Regions from separate parts of the Sus scrofa genome. Here region 1 is linked to region 2. The links are chromatin contacts, called in public Hi-C maps. All regions are on one chromosome and are shown on one strand. Each heading gives the region's core, a stretch centred on a gene start, on an enhancer-like site or on the middle of the called end of the contact. The rest is flanking DNA. Distances are from core to core; before and after follow the strand shown.

Region 1 (4,926 bases), core at 928-3,427, 430 kb after region 2:
CCCAGGGAACTTCCCTATGCTGTAGGTGTGGGGAAATAAGGGGAAAAAGGTTATACCAACTTCTACTCTCCTCAACTGGTGTGTGAAGAGTCTCCCAGGTCTCTTGCCAGCATTGTAGATTTGTCAATCATCCTTTTTTTTTTTTTTTTTTTTTTTTTTTGTCTTTTCCTAGGGCCGCTTCTACGGCATATGGAGGTTCCCAGGCTAGGGGTCAAATTGGAGCTGTAGCCGCTGGCCTACACCACAGCTCACGGCAATGCTGGATCCCTAACCCCCTGAGCAAGGCCAGGGCTCGAACCCGAAACCTCATGGCTCCTAGTCAGATTCGTTAACCACTGAGCCATGACAGGAACTCCCATCCTTTTTCCTCTTTATCCCTTCTATAGGAAGGTGCTAAGTGACAGTGTTAGCTCCATTTTTTCATTGCTATTGAGACGGAACATATTTCGTATGCTTATTCACCATAGGTATCCCTTCTTCCGTGAACTCCCTATTTCTTTCTTTGCCCACTGATTGACTAGACTCATGGATTTTCTTGTCAATCAAAATGAGACCAAACTCCTATAAGAGATTAACCCCTTGTCATTATTAGTTGCAAATGTAAATATTTTTTCACAAGTTTGTTGGTTTGTCGAATGTGGTGGTGTGGTGTGGTGGTGGTTGTCGTTTTTCAAAATTATTAGATTCTAATTGCAGCCGCGTGCCCTCAGTTTGAGCCTCTTCCCCCGTGATTAAAGTGAAGAGGTTTGACAAAAGATCTGGAAAGGCCATTTCAGCTAATCCTAAATTTAGATCCATGAAAAAAAAAAGTGTGTGGGCCCCACTTAAAGATTGTTCAGCTCATATGCACTTTAAAATGATTTAAGAAGGTGGGGTAGGGGGCAGGGATGGAAGCAGTTTGTGCCAGAAATTTTTAGAATTCTGAGGTAAGAAGCCGATTCTCTCCAGTCTCCTGCGTGTTGGGAGGGGGAGTAAATTATGTGCAAGCAGATAGAACTCCTGATGGAAAAGTACCCGCTCTGGGCTGCAGATGTGTACATGGGTTGGTTTTAATTATTTCCCCCCTCTCTCTATCCTTTCTTCAGCTCCGCTCCCCCTGCCACAATAAAGAGGGCGACCAGATTAGGACTCTGAAGGGTATAGACAGTCCTTTCTCCTTAAGGCCGCTCCTGTACAGCCGGTTAGTACATCAAAGGCCGGATGAAATACTGAGGAAACGAAAAGACCAAACCAAGGTTTCTTACAAACTCCCACCTTCCTTTGGGCTATTGCGACTGCCAAGGGTAGCTCGACCGAGTTCAAATAGAAGAACACTGCCAAACAGAGAAACTTTGGTCATTATTCTGAGAAAAAAAAAAAAACCCAGCATAATAGAACATTGTTGATGTGGGATTATTGAGCAAATCAGTGATTGCAAAAGGCTTTAGTCTTCCAAGAACGAACCCAAAGCAAATCGGGAGATCTGTTGAACTGTTTCCCCACATATTGGGAGAGTTGTCAGATGAACCCTGTGCACTGACTTTAGCTATCCCCACAGCATCTGGAGGGGAGTGGGGGATTGGAGAAAGGTCGTCAAAGAGGGTGAACGGGGGTTCCCAAGGTGGAAATGGGTGGTCTGGGGCTCTAGGATGGGAAAGGAACTCAAGGAGTGAGTTTCCTTGTCTCCCAAGAAAGCCTCGTGGTCCCTAGGGCTGGCCTGGGAAAGATGAGGCTTCGTAATGGAAGGCGGGGAGAGGCCTGAAGCAGGCGAAATGGAGTCGGTGTTTGGCTCGCATCAGGTGGCAGAGGGGGCCTCATGCAGAGCCGCGCAAAGCTCTGCATGAGCAAACTGGGAGTGCGGAGGAGGGTTGCGCGCTGCGTTGCGGTTAACTAGAGGCTGGCGTGAGGCTGGGGCTCGGCCTCGCAGGTAGAGCTGAGGGGTGTGCTCCGCAATCTAGGAGGAGGCTGGATCTGGCTGGGGGAGAGCAGCCACCATCCAGAGGCAACGCGGGGGGGGGGGTTCCGAACTGGGCTGCGCTCCACTGAGCGGCGCCGGGAGCTTCGGCCGCCGCGGGGAGGCGGGGCTGAGAGGTCCCGCCCGTCCAGCCCCGCCCCCGCCCCGCCTGGCTCCGCCTCCTCCGCTGGCTAGTCCTCATCCGCCTGGCCCCGCGCGCCACTAGCTCGCGGAGAGGGTGGAGGAAACGAGTTCCGGAGCCCTCCAACCTTTGCTCCAGCGATCATGGCTGCCGAGGATGTGGCGGCTACCGGCGCCGACCCGAGCGAGCTAGAGGGCGGCGGGCTGCTGCATGAGATTTTCACGTCGCCGCTCAACCTGCTGCTGCTCGGCCTCTGCATCTTCCTGCTCTACAAGATCGTGCGCGGGGACCAGCCGGCGGCCAGCGATAGCGACGACGACGAGCCGCCCCCGCTGCCCCGCCTTAAGCGGCGCGACTTCACCCCTGCCGAGCTGCGTCGCTTCGACGGCGTCCAGGACCCGCGTATACTCATGGCCATCAACGGCAAGGTGTTCGACGTGACCAAAGGCCGCAAGTTCTACGGGCCCGGTACGGCGGCTGGCCGCCGGCGGGGGGGGGGGGGTGGCCGCAGAGACAAAAGAAGGGGCCCCGGCACGGGGCTGAGTCCCGGAGAGGCGAGGGGGGAGCGAGTGCCCCGGGGCTGGGGGCGGAATGGCGGCGAGCCGGGGAGGGCGGGGCAGGGCGGCTCCCAGGGCGGGCGGGGGGCCAGAGGCGCCCTAGAAGGGCTGCGGGGCGAGTGGGGGACGCAGATTCCAGGTCCGTGCCGCCAGTCGGACCGGGAGGAAGAAGGTTGAAGCGCTTAAGCCGGGAGTGGGTGGGTGAGATCGCAGCGCTGGGAAGGCGGGGGAGCACAGCAGGGCGCAGTGTTCGGGGAGTTTCGAAGGTATCGGGTTTGGGGGTTCCTGGAAGGAGGGGCGGGTGTCGGGCTGGAGAAAGGAAATGAGGGTGTCTCGAGGGAGACGGGGGGGCGGGGAGGCGGGAGGAGGTCGGGAGGTCCAGCGTCGAAGGGGACTCGAAGGCCGGATGACGCCTGGAGTAGCCATGGTGGAATGTGAGGGTGTGGGGGAGAGAACGCGGAGATGGGATTGGCAGCAGGTAGGAGCATTGTGCGTGGCCGATGAGTGATGTGTGTGTGCGTGTTGAGTGTCCGTGGCTTGTCAGGCGTGTGTGTGCGCGCGCGCGCGTGCGCTGGGAACGAGGCATGGCGTGTGTCAGGTATGTGTGTGGCGTGTGTTTGATATGTGTGCGCGTGCTGTGTGTGGCAGACGGGGAGAGCTGGGAGGTGAACAAGGGAGGCCCCATGGGGGAAGGGAGCTGGATGAGGAAGGCTGAATATAGCGGCCGAGAGGAATGTGGCAAGGCGAGAAGGTAATACAGTATTACAGTCCATAGCAGGAGAGAAAGGACTAGAAGCCAAAAAAAAAAAAAAAAAAAAAATTAAAATGGAGGGAGGGAGGGAGGGAGAAGTGGGAGGATCCTGAGAAACAAAAGGGGTAGGGCTCTGAAGGCTGCGGGGTGTGGGGATTTCAGGAAAAGCCAACCCTAGGGGAAATGAGGGGTGGATGACGGCTGAGCTGTTGGAGGGGGGCAGGCTGGAAGGGGCCTTGGAGATGAGGCTTTGCCAAGCTTGGTTGCGGATCAGAATCACCTGATGCGCTTGAGGTACAATACAGATTCCCGGCCTGATCTCCACCACCGCGGAAGAGTCTGGTGGGCTCTGGTGGGCGGCGGGGGAGGTCCAGGAGTCTGCATTTCAACACTCCCACCCCCTAGACCAATGCCACAAGCATCCAGGTTTGGAAGGCCTGCTTTATACACTGTTTGGACCGGAGGAAGAAGAGATTTTTTAGCTCCTCCGATATGGACACCTCTAAAAACAAGGGGACCCAGGGAGTGTGTCCACTGGTCTGGGCACAGGGGAAGTGTGTAGAAGGCAGCCATCTTTCCTTCGGCCCCACTCAGACTTTGTTATTCTCTCCCAATCCAACTCATCAAAATCAGATGTGTTAAGGTTCTGAAGGAAATCTCCCACTTAGCAGTTTTTCCTTGTGGCAGAGATTCAGAAGACCTACTTTGTAGGCATGTAACTGTCCAAATCATTTGAAAAAACCACACCTATATTATTTGTCCCTGAAGTGGCACACCTGGAGGCATTGTCAGTAAACATGCGAGTGTAAATACCTGCCATTACGGAGCTACACCATAAATGACCTGATGCCTGGAGCAGCAGCATATGATGGTGGTTTGCAGAGTCATCGAGAAGAACCTAGGCCTGTGTACAGAGCACGACGCTGGGAGTGAGGCCGCCTGGGTTCTCCGCCTGGTTGGATCACTGACCAGCCGTGTGGCCTGGGGCAAAGCGCTCTTCTCTCTGGGCCTTCGTGGTCCCTCTTCAAAATGATAAGGATGGCCCGTTGTGAGCTCTCTCAGTCTCCACCTGCACTGTCATCCAGTGAGGCCATGCCTATGTGAGACTGTCACGGGGAAATGATACTTCATGTTATAAAGGATTCCCAAAGGTCATCATGTTTCATGACGTTGTTGTACGCAGGGCACTTTTGTGGCCTCTGGGAACAGAGCAGTGAACAGAACAGGCAAAGAGCTCGGCTCATGGAGCTTACACGCTAGTGAATGTACGTTCTGCTGAATAATATATTAATAATTAATATATAATAATAATATTAATATATTATATTAATATATATTATTATATATAATAATAATATTCTCCAACGACTTGCAGTGCTCCCCTCAGATCCTTTTAGTATCCTGTGACCATGGCTTCTGAAACGGCGAGGTCCCAACCCGTGCCTTGGCCTATTTACCTTCCCTAGTGGAGATGGTACTACGTAATGCTGATTAGAAACAGCTGTTTTTCTTTGGAAACCTATGTGCTTTTAAAAGTTGATCA
Region 2 (5,276 bases), core at 299-2,798:
GCTACTGGCCTACACCACAGCTACAGCAACATGTGATCTGAGCCGCATCTTCGACCTACACCACAACTCTTGGCAACGCTGGATCCTTAACCTACTGAGTGAGGTCAGGAATACGAACCTGCATCCTCGTGGATACTAGTGGAGTTTGTTAACCACTGAGCCGCGACGGGCAACTCCCTTTGGAGCCTATTTTATACCCAATAGTTTGCACCTCCCACTCCTCCCGTCCCACTGCTAACCACTAGTTCCTTCTGGATATCTGGTAGGTGCAATCTAATTACAAGGCTTCTCAAAAAAGAAAAAGGAAGGCAGGAGGGTCAGAGTCAGAGCAGGAGATGTGCTAAGGGAAGCAGAGGTCTGAGTGGTACAGAAAGGGGCCAAGGAATGCAGTCGGCCTCCAGAAGCTGGAAAAGGCATGGAGACAGATTCTCCCTTAGAACCTCCAGAAGGAAAACAGCTCCAGCCACGCCTTGATTTTACCCTAGTGGGACTTCTGACCTCCAGAACGCTAATATAATAAAACTGGGGTGTTTTTAGTCAATTCGTGGTAATTTGTTACAGCAGCCATAGGAAACCAAGGGTTCCTCTTTTCCTCCATCCCCAGCGACATTAAGCCTCAGCCACCCACCTTCCATCTCTCTATATGTATGAAAAAGCAGTATGTAGAAAGTTGGTCGTGAGCTTTAAAAACATCCCTTTGTGGCGCAACGGGTTCGGTGGCCTCTTGGGAGCGCTAGGACGCCAGTTTGATTCCTGGCTAGACACAGCGGGTTAAGGATCCTGCGGTGCTGCAGCTGCGGCCTAGGTAGCAACTGCGACTTGGATAGGATCCCTGGCCCGGGAATTCCATATGTCGTGGGGCCGCCAAAAAAGGAAACATTTTTAAAAATCCAAGTATATAGTATGGCACTGTCGGTCATATTTACAATTTTTGCTTCCTCCCCCCCCATTATCAACAGATTTCAAATATACTTTTCATCCTGTTTACAAAGCATGCTCCCGCCACATCCCCTCCTCTGGTCTTCCAAGTCCACCCTCTGAGGTCAGACCTGGGATTACTAACTCGGGAGTCAGAGTTTAGGAAACAAGGGCTCAGAGGCCCACGTTTGGAAGCCGCGTCTCCAGACTCCCAGGCCAAGGCTCGTTCCCAGAGAAGGCCCTGCCCGGGGAGCCCGGTGGAATACAGCTCCCCCAGCACGTCCGGGGCTCCGCCGGTCTGCACGGTCCGCTCGGCTTGCAGGCGCGGGGGCCGGGCCGCGACGCGGTCGGGGAAGTTCCGTTTGGCCGGCGATCCGCCTCGGGGCGGGGGACTGGGCTGCGGCAGGGCCAGGTGTTGCGCAGCAGAAGCCGCTGCGGGAGCCACCGACGCCCCGCCCCTCCACCCGCGCCGGCCGCCAGGGGTTACCTGCGGCCGGTGGGCGGGGCGGCCCTTCCCGTCTGCGCCGGCCCCCGGCCTCCAGGGCGGCGGAGCCGGGAAGTGGGAGAGGGAGCGGAGGAGGCGGAGACTGCCGCGGCTGCTGCCCGGCCGGGCTCCGAGCGAGGGGCTGCATGGAGCGGCCGGCGCGGCTCTACGGGCTGTGGGCGCTGCTGTTCTGCGCCGGCGGCGGCGGGCTGGCCGCGCCCGCAGGTGAGTAGTGCGGCCCCTGGGGCCCGGGGCGGCGGGGGTCGCGGCCGAGAGGCCCGCCGGGCCGAGGGCGGCGGTGGGCGCCGGGGGCGGGCTCCGCGATGCCCCCGCGGCCGCCGCCGCCGCCGCCACTCGCGTGCGGCTCGAGGTGAAGGACCCAGAGCGGCGGAGGGGCCGGAGGACGTCCCTTGGCCGTCGGGAAGCGCCGAGGAGCCCGGGGCCGGACCGAAACGAGTCCGTGGCCGCGGAGTCGGGACCGGGCATGTGGCCCGTGAGCCCGGGAGGGGTTGAGGGCCCAGAAGCCCGCGGGGACGGCGACCGAGGTCCCGGCGAGCCGGGGACCCGCCGGGGCTTCTAGCGCAGCGGGTCTAGTGAGGGAGTGAGAGTTGGAGGCAACCTCTGAGGCTCCTAGTTCCTGAAGGAAAAGGACGTGAGGGTCACGGCCTCCTCTGGCGTCCAAGAAATCCAGTGGGAAACCCGGAGCAGCATCCGCGTGGATGCCTTTCTTTAATATTTTCCTTTAAAAAAAAGCAACCTTTATACTTTGGAATAATTTTCAATTTACAGAAAAGTTGCAAACATAGAGCGTTCGTGTATGCCCCTCCCCCCCCCCCGTGCGGCAATTTCAAATTAATCAACCAAGAGTTACTGTGAAAAGTGGGGGCTGATGAGTTGCTCAGGGATGGCTTTTTCCGGACCTTCTTGGTGAGGATAGTAGATCCAAAGTCGATAGGTTTTATTGTCATGTTGACACAAACGCTTCCAGTTTTGTTTATTGCAATTTCACCAGCGTGTTGTACTTTGAAACCCAAGTTGAAATGTTGATTAGGAAACCTCGCTGCCCTGTGTTGATTCAGTCAACAAAACGTGTGCAGAGCCGGCTCACTGCCAGGCTGTGTTCTAGGGGCTGAGAATGCCGCAGATGAGCAAAACAGAGTCCCTGCCCTTTGGTGCTTCTCTGCAGTTGGCAGAGTCTGAGAAAGGGGGGCGGGAGTGAAATATAAGGTATGTCAGATGGCGAGAAGTACTTTGGAGGAAAACAACGCAGAGGAGGGGGCTGCCATTGTAAATAAGGTGGAGTAGGAAGACCTCCACTGAAAAGGTGGCCTTGGAATAGAGACCTGGGGAGGTTTGAAGTTGGTCAGCTAATAATTCAAGTGAGGACTTTCCATTGTGGCTCAGCAGTAACGAACCCAACTAGTATCTGTGAGGATGTGGGTTCAATCCCGGGGCTCGCTCAGTGAGTTAAGGATCTCGCGTTGCCCTGAGCTGCTGTGTAGGTTGCAGACACTGCTCAGGGGTCCCACTTTGCTGTGGCTCTGGCGTAGGCCCTCCGCTGCAGCTCCGATTGAACCCCTGGTTTGGGAACTTCCATATGCCCCAGGGGCAGCCCTAAAAAGACAAAAATAAATAAATAAATAAATAAATAAAAATTCAAGTGCTTTTCTTGTTTAGTACTGAGCCAGGCTCTGTAGGTTCACTTAGAACCTTAGAATGTACAGTGTAATCCTCGCCCCCCCCCCCCAAGTGCCTGTAGTTTACTTGGGGAAATCCAGTTTCCATAATTATATATATAGGGCAGCTGCAGTCCAGAGAAGGGAAAGGACTTGTCTAGGGTCACCCGTCTCATTAGTCTCCTGATTTTCCCAGTGCTACTCCAGCACCCTCCCTGGCACAGACTCCCTCCCACACACACCTGGAACAACACACAGCTGGCCCTCTAGCTAATACTGGCAACCCCCAACTTCATCAGTTTTGTCACAGAGGTTCATTGGTGACTTGGTTACTTAGAATACAGAAACTTGTTTCCCATTGGAAATATTGATAGAATTGCATTGAGGCACGGTGACAGATTTTAAAAAACAAGTCGGGGACTTGAATTTTAGTGGTCCAACATTTCCCAGCTGTGGAATATCAGGGCTGGTCATTTCCTCTCCCTTGTGCAGCAGCTTTTTTATCTGTGACAGGAGGTTGAACTCTCTAAATTCTAAGGGCTCTTCCAGCTCTAATCTTTTGAGTGTTTATAAAAAATGATTTGGTTACCAGCTTAGTTTGGTCTCTTTAGATTGGTAGCCCACACCATGACATGTCTTAAGAACAACTAGGATTTAGTGTTTATGCCAGGCAGCGTACTAAGTTTTCCACTTGCACTGTTTCATTTGATCTTGTTTTTTTTTTTTTTTGGCTTTTTGGCTTTTTGGCTTTTTGGCTTTTTAGGGCCATACCCATGGCATCTGGAGAGGTTCCCAGGCTAGGAGTCCAATTGGAGCTCTAGCCAGCAGCCTATGCCAGAGCCACAGCAGTGCTGGATCTGAGCCGTGTAACCCACTGAGCAAGGCCAAGGATTGAACCTGCGTCCTCATGGATGCTAGTTGGGTTCGCTAACTGCTGAGCCACCACGGGAACTCCTGTTTCATTTGATCTTTACACAGAACCTGTCCATTAGGTGCTGTTATCAGTCCTATTTTGTCTATGAGGAAGCTGAGGCATAGTAAGACCCAGAGCCTTGCTCAGCGTCTCATAGGTGGTAGCTTGGAGGAGCCAGGCTTCCAACCCCAGCAGCCTGGTTCCAGAGGCCAGGCCTGTAACCACTGTATTCAGTGTCTCCCTCTGCAGAAGTGAGGGGAGTCCTTGGCTGGGAGAGGCGCTAACCCTCCCAGCGTGGCCAGGCAGGACTGGTGGGCACCCATGCAGGCACCCATGTAGGCACGGACAGGCCATTGGTATGAAGCAGAATGATCATGAATTGGAGACTTGCTTTATAATCGCCAGAGTGTGTGGTCCAAACAATAACTTCAGAAGCCAGGAAACTGAGAGCTGGCAGTGTCGTGGACAAGCTAAAATTTGAGCTAGACGTTGAGGGGGGGGTGACATTTTGAGTAGGTGGAGAAGTTATTCCCAGTGGGGGCCTAGCAGGAGCAGTGACCCAGAAGTAAGAGTGAGAATACCTCTTTGTGCTCAGCAAGGAGCCGGGCAGCTTCCTTTGCCCTTGAACCTGAGTGGGGCACAGCGTGAGGGTAATGACACCGGAGGAGAAGCCAGCAGGGAGACATGCCTGACGGAGTGTGAGGGACTCCCTGGGGTGTGAAGCTGGGCAGAGAGGTGGCCACTAGAAAGATGTGTTGTGTCGTCTGTCCAGGACCCGGCCTTACTGGTGTATGTCTGCCGGTCTCACCGGGCCCAGCAGAGCACCCCGGTTAGTGTGATCGGGATGATTAAGAGAGGTGTTGCAAAAAACACTGAAAGAGATTAATGACCCAGTGAATGTAAAGGAAGGAGCTGAATGACTCATGTATGACTTGTGATTTCCTTGACTTTTCCCGAAATACGCATGCTTCTGCCAGCTCCTGCGATTGAACAGGAGAGAGCAACATTGCCTTGTTATCAGAAACAGCATTGATGGTGCTAATTCCTAACTAGAATGGGATGTTGTGCTTGATGACCGTACAGATCGACTGGAGGTTGGAAGTTTAGTCGAGGGAGCTCCTTGAGTCCCTCTCTCCTCTCTGCTCCCCTTTCTGCCAGCCATCAACCCATACGAAATGGGTTGGAAAGAGATGCGTAAGGAAAGCTTCTCAGGCAGAAGGGATGCTTGCTCTGTCTCCAAGGCCATGTGCGTGCAGGTCAATCCCGTAGAAAACCAAAGCAGCTG

What was found. A called contact is a pair of places that touch in the nucleus more often than the background predicts.
Region 1: a contact with region 2 is called in a Hi-C map of liver, with 2.8 times the contacts expected there. The contact joins the promoter of PGRMC1 here to the promoter of IL13RA1 in region 2. A contact is called at or near these places in 1 of 5 promoter capture datasets (liver) and 3 of 47 Hi-C or Micro-C datasets (liver and skeletal muscle).

The regions. Positions count from the first base shown.
Region 1 is chrX:97,733,225-97,738,150 of Sscrofa11.1, forward strand. It overlaps PGRMC1 (progesterone receptor membrane component 1), which reads left to right and starts at 2,178. Exons shown (of 3, transcript NM_213911.1): 1 at 2,178-2,543. The coding sequence starts at 2,219.
Region 2 is chrX:97,299,412-97,304,687 of Sscrofa11.1, forward strand. IL13RA1 (interleukin 13 receptor subunit alpha 1) reads left to right here and starts at 1,549. Exons shown (of 11, transcript NM_214341.1): 1 at 1,549-1,627. The coding sequence starts at 1,549.